Regions from separate parts of the Triticum aestivum genome. Here region 2 is linked to region 1. The links are chromatin contacts, called in public Hi-C maps. All regions are on one chromosome and are shown on one strand. Each heading gives the region's core, a stretch centred on a gene start, on an enhancer-like site or on the middle of the called end of the contact. The rest is flanking DNA. Distances are from core to core; before and after follow the strand shown.

What was found. A called contact is a pair of places that touch in the nucleus more often than the background predicts.
Region 2: a contact with region 1 is called in a Hi-C map of leaf, with 4 times the contacts expected there. The contact joins the promoter of LOC123043977 here to the promoter of LOC123043976 in region 1. A contact is called at or near these places in 2 of 5 Hi-C or Micro-C datasets (both in leaf).

Annotation. Positions count from the first base shown.
Region 1 is chr2B:146,921,594-146,927,506 of IWGSC CS RefSeq v2.1, reverse strand. LOC123043976 (SAC3 family protein B) reads left to right here and starts at 1,335. Exons shown (of 17, transcript XM_044466595.1): 1 at 1,335-1,837; 2 at 2,650-2,778; 3 at 3,758-3,952; 4 at 4,148-4,351; 5 at 4,847-4,975; 6 at 5,712-5,912. The coding sequence starts at 1,452.
Region 2 is chr2B:147,184,331-147,190,694 of IWGSC CS RefSeq v2.1, reverse strand. It overlaps LOC123043977, which reads right to left and starts at 4,413. Exons shown (of 2, transcript XR_006419737.1): 1 at 1,782-4,413; 2 at 649-802. It overlaps LOC123043979, which reads right to left and starts at 88. Exons shown (of 3, transcript XM_044466598.1): 1 at 1-88.

The DNA.
Region 1 (5,913 bases), core at 86-2,585:
TTAAATTCCTCCTTGTGGGTAGATCGCGCACCCTCGGGTTTGAAGCCCGAGACCTCGCAGCATCACCAGTGTGATTGCCACTGCGACTGCTTTGGCTTCCCGACCCCCCACCAGCGGTTCCATCACCTCCCGCCGCATTCCTTCCCGGAGAAGCCCTTAACCAGCTGCCCCACTGATCTGCCGACTCAATTGGAGGATCACAGCGGTCCTCATTGTGCACCAAGCGCCCACAGTCGAAAAAAATGGGGGATTTTCTCATAGTAGAAGTCAAACCAGGTCTTTTCCTTGTCCTCCTTCGACCTCTTGAGATAGAAGCCACGAACCAAAGGATCAAAAACAGAGATAGTGGCCCTCACTCTCAGAGAAAGCCTCCTCTGGCAAAACCCTCTCTGTCAACATCGACCTTAACTATGTCGCCCAGCCAGTTCCCAAGCGCCTTGCCAAAAGCCTCCGTCCTCCTGTCCGGGGGCAAGTCAAGCACCCGCACCTAGACATCAATCCTGTCAAAGACCATCTCCGACGTTCTGATACTCCCCTCATAATCCTTCATAATCAGAACACTGAAATCGAATTGCCAAGGACCATTGTTAAGCACATGTTTCCAATCACCTTCACTTCCGAACTGCACCATGATGATATTGGGACCAATCTCGCTAAACTTCGCTTCCCTGTGCAGGCCCCAAGCTCTAGGCATCGTCTTCTCTACCGCAGACATCTTCATAGGCCTTACAGAACATACCTTGCCCACCGCCATCCATCTGCATCGCTTCTGAAAACCAGGATTTGGATCATCAAACACAAAGCCTTGAACCTCCTTGTCCATCAGCACCATGCCGCCGAGCCTCTCCGACAGGCTCGCCGCCGGGTCCGGGGTCTTATTCCCCCCAGGGGACTTGACAGAAGATCCCTCCTTCCGGACCAACGGCGTCGCCGCCGCCACGGGCGCTGCAGAAGACGATGCCCGCGGAGACGCACCCGAAACACGCTCTATCGCCTCCGCCATCAGCTCCGCTCGATCGCAGGAGAGCACAGTCGCCACCGGCCGGAGAACAGGGAGACGCAGTTGCCCCCCAAAAGACCGCCGGATCCCAACCACCCCCATAGACGAAACCCTAACCCTAGCGCAGCAACCGATCGCCTCGCGATCGCCGCTGCCGCCTTAGCGTTTCGAACGTGGTGGACCCTTCCCCAACTTCCCCAACCCTTTTATCCTTAGCTGAATACACGATTCCGCAGGTACCTCTCTACAATTGATTCCACCTCCGGCCGACGGCCCGGCCCCACCTGTCAGTACCCCCTTTGCCCGCCGGGCCGCTTAACCCAAAAGCTTCGACCCGGCGGCTCCCTCCCCTCCCCACCTCCGATCTCTCTCCAATTCAAACCCCACTCCTCCTCCCTCCACGCGCGCCGGCGACGAGCACCCGCCGCCGGCTAGGGTTCCGCGCCCCGCGATGGAGGCATCCGGCTTCGGCCGCGACGCGGGGCCCCTCAACCGCGGGCCGGGCTCCGCGCCCCTCGCCTTCGGCGCCGGCGCGGCCACCGCCCCTTCTCCCGCGGCGCAGCCCGCCCCCGTGCAGTTCCCCTCGGCTAGCCCGGCCGTCCCCTTCGTGCCCCCCTCCTCGCGCTTCCCGAGCGCTCGCCCCCAGCTCTCCGCAGCGGCCCCCATCTCTCGCCCTACTTCTCCCATCCCCATACCGGCACCCTCCGCGCGCCCGGCCGCAGCTGCTCCCGGCGCCTCTGGTCCCGTGAGGTTTCCGAGCCCTCTTCGTGCCGTCGACCCAGGCGCGGCCGCCGCCACTGCTCGCCACACCGCGCGCCATCTTCAGCCCCAGCCGAGGTGAGTGCTCCCCACCCCCAAAGTAGAATCTGTGTTGTTTGATACCCCCAAGTGGTATCTGTGTTGTTTGAGCTTGCTGTCGAGCTGGCTAGCTAGTGTCGGTTAGGTTTCTGTTCTTGCTGTTGCATCCAAGTAGCTGTAACTGTAAGTACAGGCGTGTAGTAGCTTCAGAATCTGAAGCATAGTGTAGTTAGCGTTGTGCAGATATATTCCGCTCGCGGTAGTTTCGCATATTCGGTGATTGCATAGAGTTTCCCCATTGGAGATGGCTAAATGCGCATATGAGTTTTTATTTGGTCGGATGCCTGCAACATTTGAGTATTAGCGCGTCATAGCAGCTCTAGTGATCTAGTTTCTACAATAGGGATTGTCCTAAGTTGATTGTTAGAGATCGTGGCATGGCACGAGGCAACCATGTAGCCAATTCACAAGACTTGGCATGGCACGAAGCAACCATGTACTGCCTCTGTATCAAAATATAAGACGTTTTTTGGTTTTGCATAGGGCATAAAAAACGTCTTATATTTTGTTACGGAGGGAGTTGCCAATTCACAAGACTTAGGCACACTGGTGACTGTGTAACAAGTGAATGATATTTGAGCAGGGTATAGCACATAAAAAGGAACATCTAAAATTGCATGTTGTTCAAGCCAACTCAAAATATCTGATAAGGTGCCTTGCTGCTGGAATGGTAGACTAAGTTCTAACTTTTTTGGTGGTTAATCACCTAATCCTAGCCCATCTGGTTGCAGTTCCAAACCTGCGATACCCATGGTACATTATTGATGGATTGTTTTCGTGTTCACATTCAGAGTAGCTGCACCATCCATAGGCAGGCCCATGCATCCTGGTATTTCCTCAAGGAGCAGGTCCCCGCCGAATCTATCAAATCAGCGTGTGAATGTTCCTCCAGAAAATGATAATGGTATGGGGCAAAGAAGGTAAAACTACTTCATGTTGTATCCCTCGTCAAGCTATCTGAATTCATAATGGACATCCAATATATTCCAGTCAATATCTTTAAAATGTTTGTATACATGGCGTGCAGAAAATTTGTACATAAGGGCTTGATACGTAGATATAGGTCACTTAGCGACTGTTCTCCTTTAAGTCGTCCAAATGTTGTAGGTGGGACAATCCGTGTCAGTACAATGCAATCTTCTTCTGAAAGTTGCGCAATGAGCCACTGAGCCAAATATTCATCACTCTCTGCTGAACTCTAGGGTATGTTTGGATGGTGGACAAAGCTCACCTTGCCAATTTTCAGGTTATGACCAAAATTTTGGTCTTTGCTTGGATGGTTGCCAGTACTTCTGAAATGCCAACTTCTCTTTTGCCCACTCTAGTTCATTTTTCTTGCCAATGTTAGCAAACTCATGGGTAAGCAAAAGCTTGACCAAACTTTGGCTAGCCAAATACTCCTCCGTTCCCTAATATAAGACCTTTTAGCTATTTCAAAATATTGAATACATACATACTAAAATGAGTGTACATACATACTAAAATGTGTCTAGATACATACGACTCAAGAAAAAGCTAAAAGGTCTTATATTAGGGAACAGATGTAGTATTTGGCAGGGCAGCCTTGGGCTAAAACCAAAGGTACCAATGCTGTTGTTTATACGTTATTTTGCCAGAAGGCCATGGTCAGAGAACAATACATCAATCACTGTCAGTTCTTAAATGAAAAATGGTGCATATCATTATACTAGGATACACTACATTTTGTGTAGTTGATCTTAGCTGACATGCTTGACATGTCTTTGTATGGACCACCCTACATGGATTATGGTTGCGTAGGTCTGGAGAGGATTTTTCTGTTGGGTGTGAGTTCAGATGTGTTTTCCCTGGAGCTTGCAACTATAACCTTGTGGGTACAGCTATCAGGGTTTTTAAATCTAATGTCTCTTCCATCAATAGGTTGGTAAACTATGCAGACCCGTTGTTTGAAAATGAAAGTGCGCAATCTTCAGTGCAAATGAGAATGCAACCTCCAGAGACCGGAAAGACAGCAAGATCACCACCATTAGACATGAGCAGACAGTTTAGACCATCATCAAGCCTTCCAAAATTTCCTCCTACGCAGCGTGCTGAGCCTCATGATCATGTGCAAATGTGAGTTATTCGATAGAAATTGTCAACTAGTAATTGTTTACTCTAATTGTATTTTAAGTTTTATTAGTGTCTCACTGCAAATTATCTCATAAAAGAGTGTAGTACCGGTTACTTAGCTACTAATTAGTATTTCAGTACTAAATGTCACTGGTTGTGCTGTGCTGCTTATCTCCCTGTTTTTACTTGATATTTCAGGCCTAATCTATCACCTTCCAAGATTGGAATCCAGAACCAGTCTCCTTTTCATGATGCACGTGCTACATTCTCTCCTCTTCTGAATAGCAATTTAGTTCCTGGTAATGGGAGGCCCCGTCCTGCCTCAGGGACTAGTACATCTTCTTCATCAGTGCTTGGTGGTGCGGCTCAACAAGAGATGAACGATCATATGCGAGAACAAAGGTGCTGTCGGCTAGACTGTCATAAACTGCCACATAGTTGATCGGAGCACCATTCTATTTTTGATTTTTTTGTGTTCATCAGTAGTATGCAGCCTGTATAGTCTTTATTTAAATAGTCTTTGGTGATACTAATTTGAGTCGAGAAAAGGAAAAACTTTTAGATAAAAAAATATTTATTGTGATTGTCTTGCGAGCTGTTCAAGTTTTTTTACTAGAAATATACTCAACCTTGTGATGCTGGTAGGTTTGCATGGAGTAACCCCTCTCCCCCTGCTGGGACATTCTTCCTATTCAAAAGAACTTTAGCAATGGATATAACGAACTTCCGCGCTGTAACGTAATACTGCAAATTGAACGTAAATTTGCTTCTGTGATCACATTTATTACCTGGATCACTGTAAAATCATTGGTTAATGCCATCTCTTGTGCTTGTGCTCCTGTTGGTACTTATGCGTTTATGGCTCTGTAATATTTCCTTCCTTTTATCCTTCTGTAGATTCTCAGCTCCACTTCAAAGTCGAACAATGGATCATAGCATTTCAAAAAGGTCTAGGTCACCTACTTTATCCTATCAGGATGTTGATGGTGCTGAAGCTCGTCATGGCACTGGTGCAAATGCTAGAAGGTACTACTATCTACTGATTGCCATTTCTTTATGGCGTGCCTGTTTTCTTCTGTTGCTGCATAAATAATTAAATATACATGTGATCTCCTAACTCCTAAGTGCTTCAACACCCCACAACATATGTATATATAGGTAATCACTGCTACTTTGAATTCGTATAAATATCCTGGACTGAAGAAAGTTAGATAATCATGATCATCCATTGGGAAATCAATTCAGTATGGAAATGGGTAAAATGCTGGGCATAGTCATTTTTGGGCATGGATTACCAAACAAAACATGACCCACCTGTTATTACGTAACGTTTTCTCTTTACTTGGTCGGTGTGTTACCAAACTGAATCAAGAATACGAACATGGAGACGGTCTTCTCTACACAGTTTTTGGAAAATTTATTTTCCTTGTAGCTTTTAGTCTCGCTAAAGGAATATTAAGCAACTAGTGTTTTATTCGAGCTCTTAAAATGTGGAAACCCTCAATAGTATGCACTAACCTTTTGTGCTAATTCTTTTTTTTCTCTTCATTTTTAGTGACATCTTTTTTTCGAAATGTGAGCTGTGAAATTCTTCTTTGCTATTTGTCTGCTAACCTTTTTCGGTTTTCGGTTTAGGGTTTGGTTCCTGTGAGCGCTAATTCTAAAGCCTGAAATCTGGCATTTAAAATGACTAGTTGCATTAGTGATGTATTGTGGACTTGTGGCTAATGCATAGAGCATTTTCCTGCTGCTTCCTTTACAGACTGATAAACTATCCGGATACGTTGGTTGATGATGTAAGTATTGAAACTTCAAAAAGGATGAGGGCTCCTTCATCTGAATTCACGAACATGCCCAAGTCTCCACCTTCAGATATTAGAGACAACATTAGGCCGGCACCTGCCGGTTTTGGCAGCAGTAATGTTGCAGCCCAGAATCTTCGTTCACAGGCTGATATCCAGAGG
Region 2 (6,364 bases), core at 3,164-5,663, 260 kb before region 1:
AAGACGGCTAGGTTACTCTCGCTACTGCTTCGCTCGATTGGGGATATTCTGGAAAGGAGACGGGGTCGAAGGATTGGGTGTGGCCGTGCTAACTTGTTTTAGGCCGTGGACTACAACTGGGCCTTTGTGCCTCCCGTGCAAATCCCCACATGTATTGGCCCATGTACTAAAACGAACCGTATTTTTTTGTATACGTAATTTTGGCTACCCGGGGCGGCCGACCATGCTGGCCCCTACCGTGGCGCCGCCACTGGGGGGGGGGGGGGGGGGGGGGGGGGGGGGGGGGCAGACTCTTCCTCCATCTCAGCTTGTCTGCGCATATCTGCATCGCGTTTAACAGCCTCAAACTCAAACTTCAGATCATGGCATTTCACAACGGCATCCAAATTGTAGAAGGCAAAAGGAAAAAAAAGAACTCTGAAACTATAAGCACAAAAATGGTCAAGAACTTAAACAATGTGGAGCACATTTAGGAAAAAATACTACGTAACAAATAGCTCTAACATATATGATATTCAGTCCATAATATTCACAGTGTTTTGCAGATCAAAAGGACTTGAAAGATTCACTCACATCGATCACTACGGGAACACCCTAATAGAGCATTCCCCACCAGACCAAAATGGAGGAAGCTTAAGGTCGGGGCGTCTCAATCTATTTGGACCAACTCATCAACCAAAAAAGCGTCTTGTTCTTCACTGCTGCACTCTGATTCAAGAACTGAAGGGAATGTCTTTTGCATACTATCCTGTATGCTTTCATCAGTCTTTTCCCCTCCATAGGATAGTTTATTACTCCTTGCCTAAAGACACGAGGATGCAAGCAACAAAAGGTCATGCAGCAAGAAGAGTCGGGACCAAACTTATAGACTCCATAGCAAGAATAGTTAGTGCATATAGGCTCTCCCAGTAAGCAGCAAAACAGAGGATTACGCAACTAGATATGATCATCTAATAACACACGATATTCATCAACAGAGGAATTAAGTGCCTTTTCTCTATTACATCTTTCTACACTCCTCTAGTTGTCCTACATACATGCACATGCCTCCTAATTAATACATGACATTAATTACTCACTTGTTGCTCTTTTGGCATCTCAGTCTCCAAATTAAGACACCAATGATGAGGATGATGATGACTATTATGATGTTTATGATGATAAACAAAAAAGGATTGATCTGGAGTATCTATACTCATCCATCTGATGCTTTCTTTCATTAATTCTTGACATGCTTCATTTTAGATCCCACATATTTCTTCATTGCTTCCACAGCTACAATCGACGGCAGTGGTGGCCAGTGGGGATGACGGAGAAAGACATACCCGTATTATGTAGGCACATACCAGGTGATGAATAAGAGAGGGTGCATGAAATGGATACAATTCGATGTCGAAGATACACACGGATTATATCTTAGCTGAACTAAGGCTCCAGTCGCTCTGCCCCAACAATGCTAGCGCTTGCATTACTCAGTGTACCTCTTTAATTTAGAGGCTTCACTTCTCGTTTATTGCTACCTAGCTTGCTTTCTCCATTAATTTGCTCGCTCAAGTTTGAACTGGTTATATATGGTCATGTAATGAACTCGCATTATTCTCTGGTTTCCTTTCTTTTCTGCTGGAATTGTGCTCTTTGTTTTCTTCATTAATCTGCTTGTTTAAGCTGGAACTGCTTATCATCATGTGATTGGAAAGCTTTTGTGAAGTCTATATGCGACATGGACAATATACAGCATATAAATATTAAGTTGCTCAGACCAAAATGATTAAGCTGCAAACCTGTATTTTAATGCAATTTCCTTTCAGCGGTACATAAAGGATGGCTCCTGAATTAAGCACTACAGATATATTTGATCTGTGCCAAAATCCTATCAAACTACCAACAAGTGTCGCTATACCAACAACTGCTATCTTTCGACACATTCGATCTGGATAGTCAGATCTTGAACCCCAGCTTCTTGAAATATCCGTGAAGCACTTTCTCTTATAACAGACTTGTCAGCTTCGGCTGATATATGAAGATGAAAAGTGCCTACAATATCAGTGTTTGTCAAGTTCCATAAATGAACATTATGGACTCCAATCACACCATTAATCTTCTTAACATCATCCAGTGCTGCTTCGAAGTCCTTCTCATGGCTCCTTGGAACTCTTTGCAACAAAATTTCAGCAGAATTTCTCAACAATGGAAGGACAGAAGCCACAATCATTATTGAAATGAATACAGAGCAAATGGGATCTGCTATTAGCCATCCCTTGTACTTGATTAATAGAGTTGAGATCACAACACCAACGCTTCCCATTGTGTCAGCTAGGACATGTAAGAAGATACCTTCCATGTTATGGTCAATGTGACGCCGGCTTGCCGGCTTGGCATGGTTTCCGGTTTCTGGCGATTCCACCTCTCCATTACAAGACTGAGATTCTGCGCCATGAGAGTGCACATTTATCAGTGGAATCTCAAGAAGTCCTTGCTCGCTGCTGCTGCTGCTGCAATCTTGATGAGCCTGATCTACACCCTGCTGGTGATGTTCCATATGGCCATTGTGACCATGCTTGTGGCTACAACCATGGTTATGTTGATGATGATTCTCTGCATTGTTGCTATCATGTTGGTGATTCTGATGATGGCCCTTATTTGTGTCTCCATGATGACCAGAACATGTCTTCTCGTGATCAGCACTCTGATGAACATGATCATGATGGTGATGGTGATCTTCATGAACATGATCATGATGGTGATGGTGATCTTCATGAACATGATTATGTGAATGAGAATGAGAATGTGAATGTGAATGGGAGTGGGAGCAGCTACCGCCATGCGCATGATGGTGCTCCTCATGAAAGAAAACCAATCCAATGATATTTACAAAAAGTCCACCAACAGAAACTGCCAAAAGGCTACTTGTTGATATCTCCCGAGGCTCGAGTATCCTCTCAAACGACTCCAACACAATCAGGGCCCCAACAAGCACCAAGAACACTGCATTAACATACCCAGATAGCACCTCAAACCTGCCCCTTCCATAGTTATACAATCCATTTGCAGGCAGCCTCGCAATGTACGATGCATATAGCCCAATTGCCAGAGCAGCACAATCAAACAACATATGGCAAGCGTCAGAGAGCAGCCCAAGGCTATCGCTCATGAAACCGCTGGCGAACTCAACAAACATGTAAGCTGTGTTGATCAACAGAAAAGCAGCAATCTTCCTGGATTTGCGTTCACTAAGGATATGCCGGACTGGCCCCATGACAGCCTCATACACCGACTCGTCAGTGCTCCCAAGCTCAACATATCCTGAAGAAGTCAGCTCCCTGCTGGCGATCCACAAGACGAACCCACAAATTAAGAAGCCCGGCAACGACAGCTTTGGGTAGTACACCAGCTCCAGAACAATAGTGCACACAAAGGTCATTGCAAAATTCATGCTTGGTCTGCTGCTACTGCTACTGCTGTCGTAGGCTTGCCGTCGCCCCAAGGCCATGCCAAAGACAGCGGCATTAAGGAGCAGCCACCAGAGCTGGCCAATCGGGACACCATCGCTGGTGTCAGTGCCACCAAGAAAGAAGAGGCCCGCAAGTGCCGGCGCCGAGAGGAAGGTGGCGGCGAGGGCAAAAACGGCCGCACGGGCGTGGCGGCTGCGGGTGACATGTCGCGCAGATACAGAGTGCTCGACCGAGGAGAGGAGGCCGGAAGCAAAGGGGAGCACGAGAAGAAGCACGGAGTGGGAAGGTGATGCGGCCGCGAGCGAAACGGAGGCGGCAGCGACGGAGATCACGCGGCGGCGGGAGGGACGGTTGAGGGCGCGGGCGAGCAACGCGCCGGCGGAATCTGCGAGGACGATGAGACCGGGGTCGGTGATGAGGTGGAGGGAGGCGAGTCGGAGGAGAAGGGACGCCGCTAGCAGGAGGGCGGGACGGAAGAGGTGGCGGAGCGCCGGGAAGGGGTGGGGTTGGCTCTTGGAGGGGATGAGGAGGATGGCGACGGCGGAGATGATGGCGAGGACCGGCGGAAGCAGGAAGAGGTGGGGCAGGGAGGGGAGCGCTCGGGCGGCGGGCGCGAGAAGGAAGAGGGAGTGGAGCGCGAGGATGCGCAGGAGCGCGGCGGCGTAGGGAGAGGCGGCGCCGGCGGCGGGGAGGCGCGTCTTGGATGGGGTGGGGAGGGGCGTGGTGGGGAAGCGGAAGGAGGGGTGGGCGGCCAGCCGCGGCGGTACGGCCAGGCGGAGATGGGCAGCGTGTCGGCCAGAGCGGAAGGCGGCCATCGGCGGCGGATCGGGAAAAGCACGGTGAGGGGCGGCCATCGCCGGCGGATCGGATCGGGGAGAGTGTGGTCAGGGGCGGCGGTGGACTACCCGGTCTCCTGTCTTTTTTGACTTGCTCTCCTTTCAGATGGCCTCACAGGTCACAGCAACTCTACCCCAAAAAAACAGCCAATAGTTGTCATTTTAGGTCATCTCCAACGCCATACATTAAAATAACGGTGCTAAACATTTGATAACCTGGTTATGTCATCCAGCACCATGCATCAAATTTTCATGGACCAATCCGCACTTCGTATGTCAAACAAGAAACAAAATTGAGGGAGATTTCGGGGTGCCCCTCCCCCCTCTGGAGCTCCATATCCGCACCCACCAAGATCGACGTCGCCTCTACACCGTTCAAATATAGATGGGGTTTAGGCCCGTAAAACAATTTCAGAAAAAATCTCTAAAACTCTATGTGGGTGACATGAATAGGTGATGAGAAGTTTAGTATCATCTCGAGAACGGGTGAAGATTTGCACCTTCGTAAAAAGGTTCTCTTCCACGTGTTGTTGGAGCATGAGAAGAGTGGTTCCCGCGCGGTCCTCCTCCGTCGCCTGCCTCGCCTGAGCGCGCGTCGTGTTTCGTGATTGAGTCGAGTTGAATTAATTACGAGTCATTAAACGATGCGCTACGAATCCTAGACGCGTGGATCGTGGGTTGTTGTCGACTCAGGCGTGGGTCTAGCCCACGCCTACGTACCACGATCGCCTATATATTGAAGGCCTCCGGAACCCCGTTCTTCGCGGTCTTGCATCAGGAGAAGGGTGATTAGATCTTCCAAAATGATAAGTGCCACACGTATGGCACGAAATAACATCGCCTTGACTTTTACAATTAAAATTGTCATAGAAAACAAGAAAACTGAAACTTGACATGCTTTACAACTAAAGTTGCCATCCTCATGTAACTAAAATTGCCATAAAAACGCCAGAGAGAAATTGCTTTGTGCCACACGTGTAGCATGAAGAAAATATGCCCTAGAGGCAATAATAAAGTTGTTATTTATATTTCCTTATATCATGATAAATGTTTGTTATTCATGCTAGAATTGTACTAACCGGAAACTTAGTATGTGTGATTACATAGACAAATAGAATGTCCCTAGTGTGCCTCTACCTGACTAGCTCGTTAATCAAAGATGGTTAAGTTTCCTAGCCATAGACATGTGTTGTCATCTGATGAACGGGATCACATCATTAGAGAATGACGTGATGGACTAGACCCATCCGTTAGCTTAGCACTATGATCGTTTAGTTTATTACTATTGCTTTATTCATGACTTATACATGTTCCTATGTGTCGTGGTGGGCGCATGACAGATGCCAAGGGATGGCTAAAGAGAGGAGGAGGCTCGAGGGCACTGGTGGGCTTCGGAGGCGAGGTTGATATGCGTGGGCGCGGGACGCCGGACATACCCAGGTTCGGGGCTCTCCGGAGAGATAACACCCCTAGTCCTGCCGAGTTTAGTTGGATGGCTGATAGTAGAATGTCGCTCCTGGAGCTGTTTGGAGGAGGAAGGAGGCCGGCCAAGGCTCCGGCTGCTCCTTCTCCTTGGTGTTGCTATGTAGTGGCTAGTCCTATCTTGCTCGTTCTATCTTGTGTTCATGCAGTGCTCATTCTCGCAATCTCTCTGCTTCTTGTGCCCTCGGAGAGATCACACACCTTTGTAGGCGTGGACTCTTGGGGGGTTTTATAGATCAACCCACCCAGGGTTACAATGGTAATATGCCAAGTCGGTGGGTCCGTATTGTCGGTGTCCGGGGTACCGGGCTGGGTCCCGCTTGGGGGCTTGTGGTTCGCCGAGTTCCCATAGGTGCGGGCCCCGCGTGCCTAGGGGGACTGTGCGTCGTCTTGTCGATCGTCATGGCGTGGCCCGAGTCAAGCCGCGCACAGTGTTCTCCGTCAGGCCGCCGCTTACTGCCGTCAGTGGTGAGGGCGGGAACACTGTTGCCGTGGCAGCCCTGGTCAGCGGGTAGGTAAGGGGCACTGTTGCCACGCCCTGGCTGACCACGGGCATGGGCGGGGGCACTGTAGTCTTGGTCATCAGTGATTGAA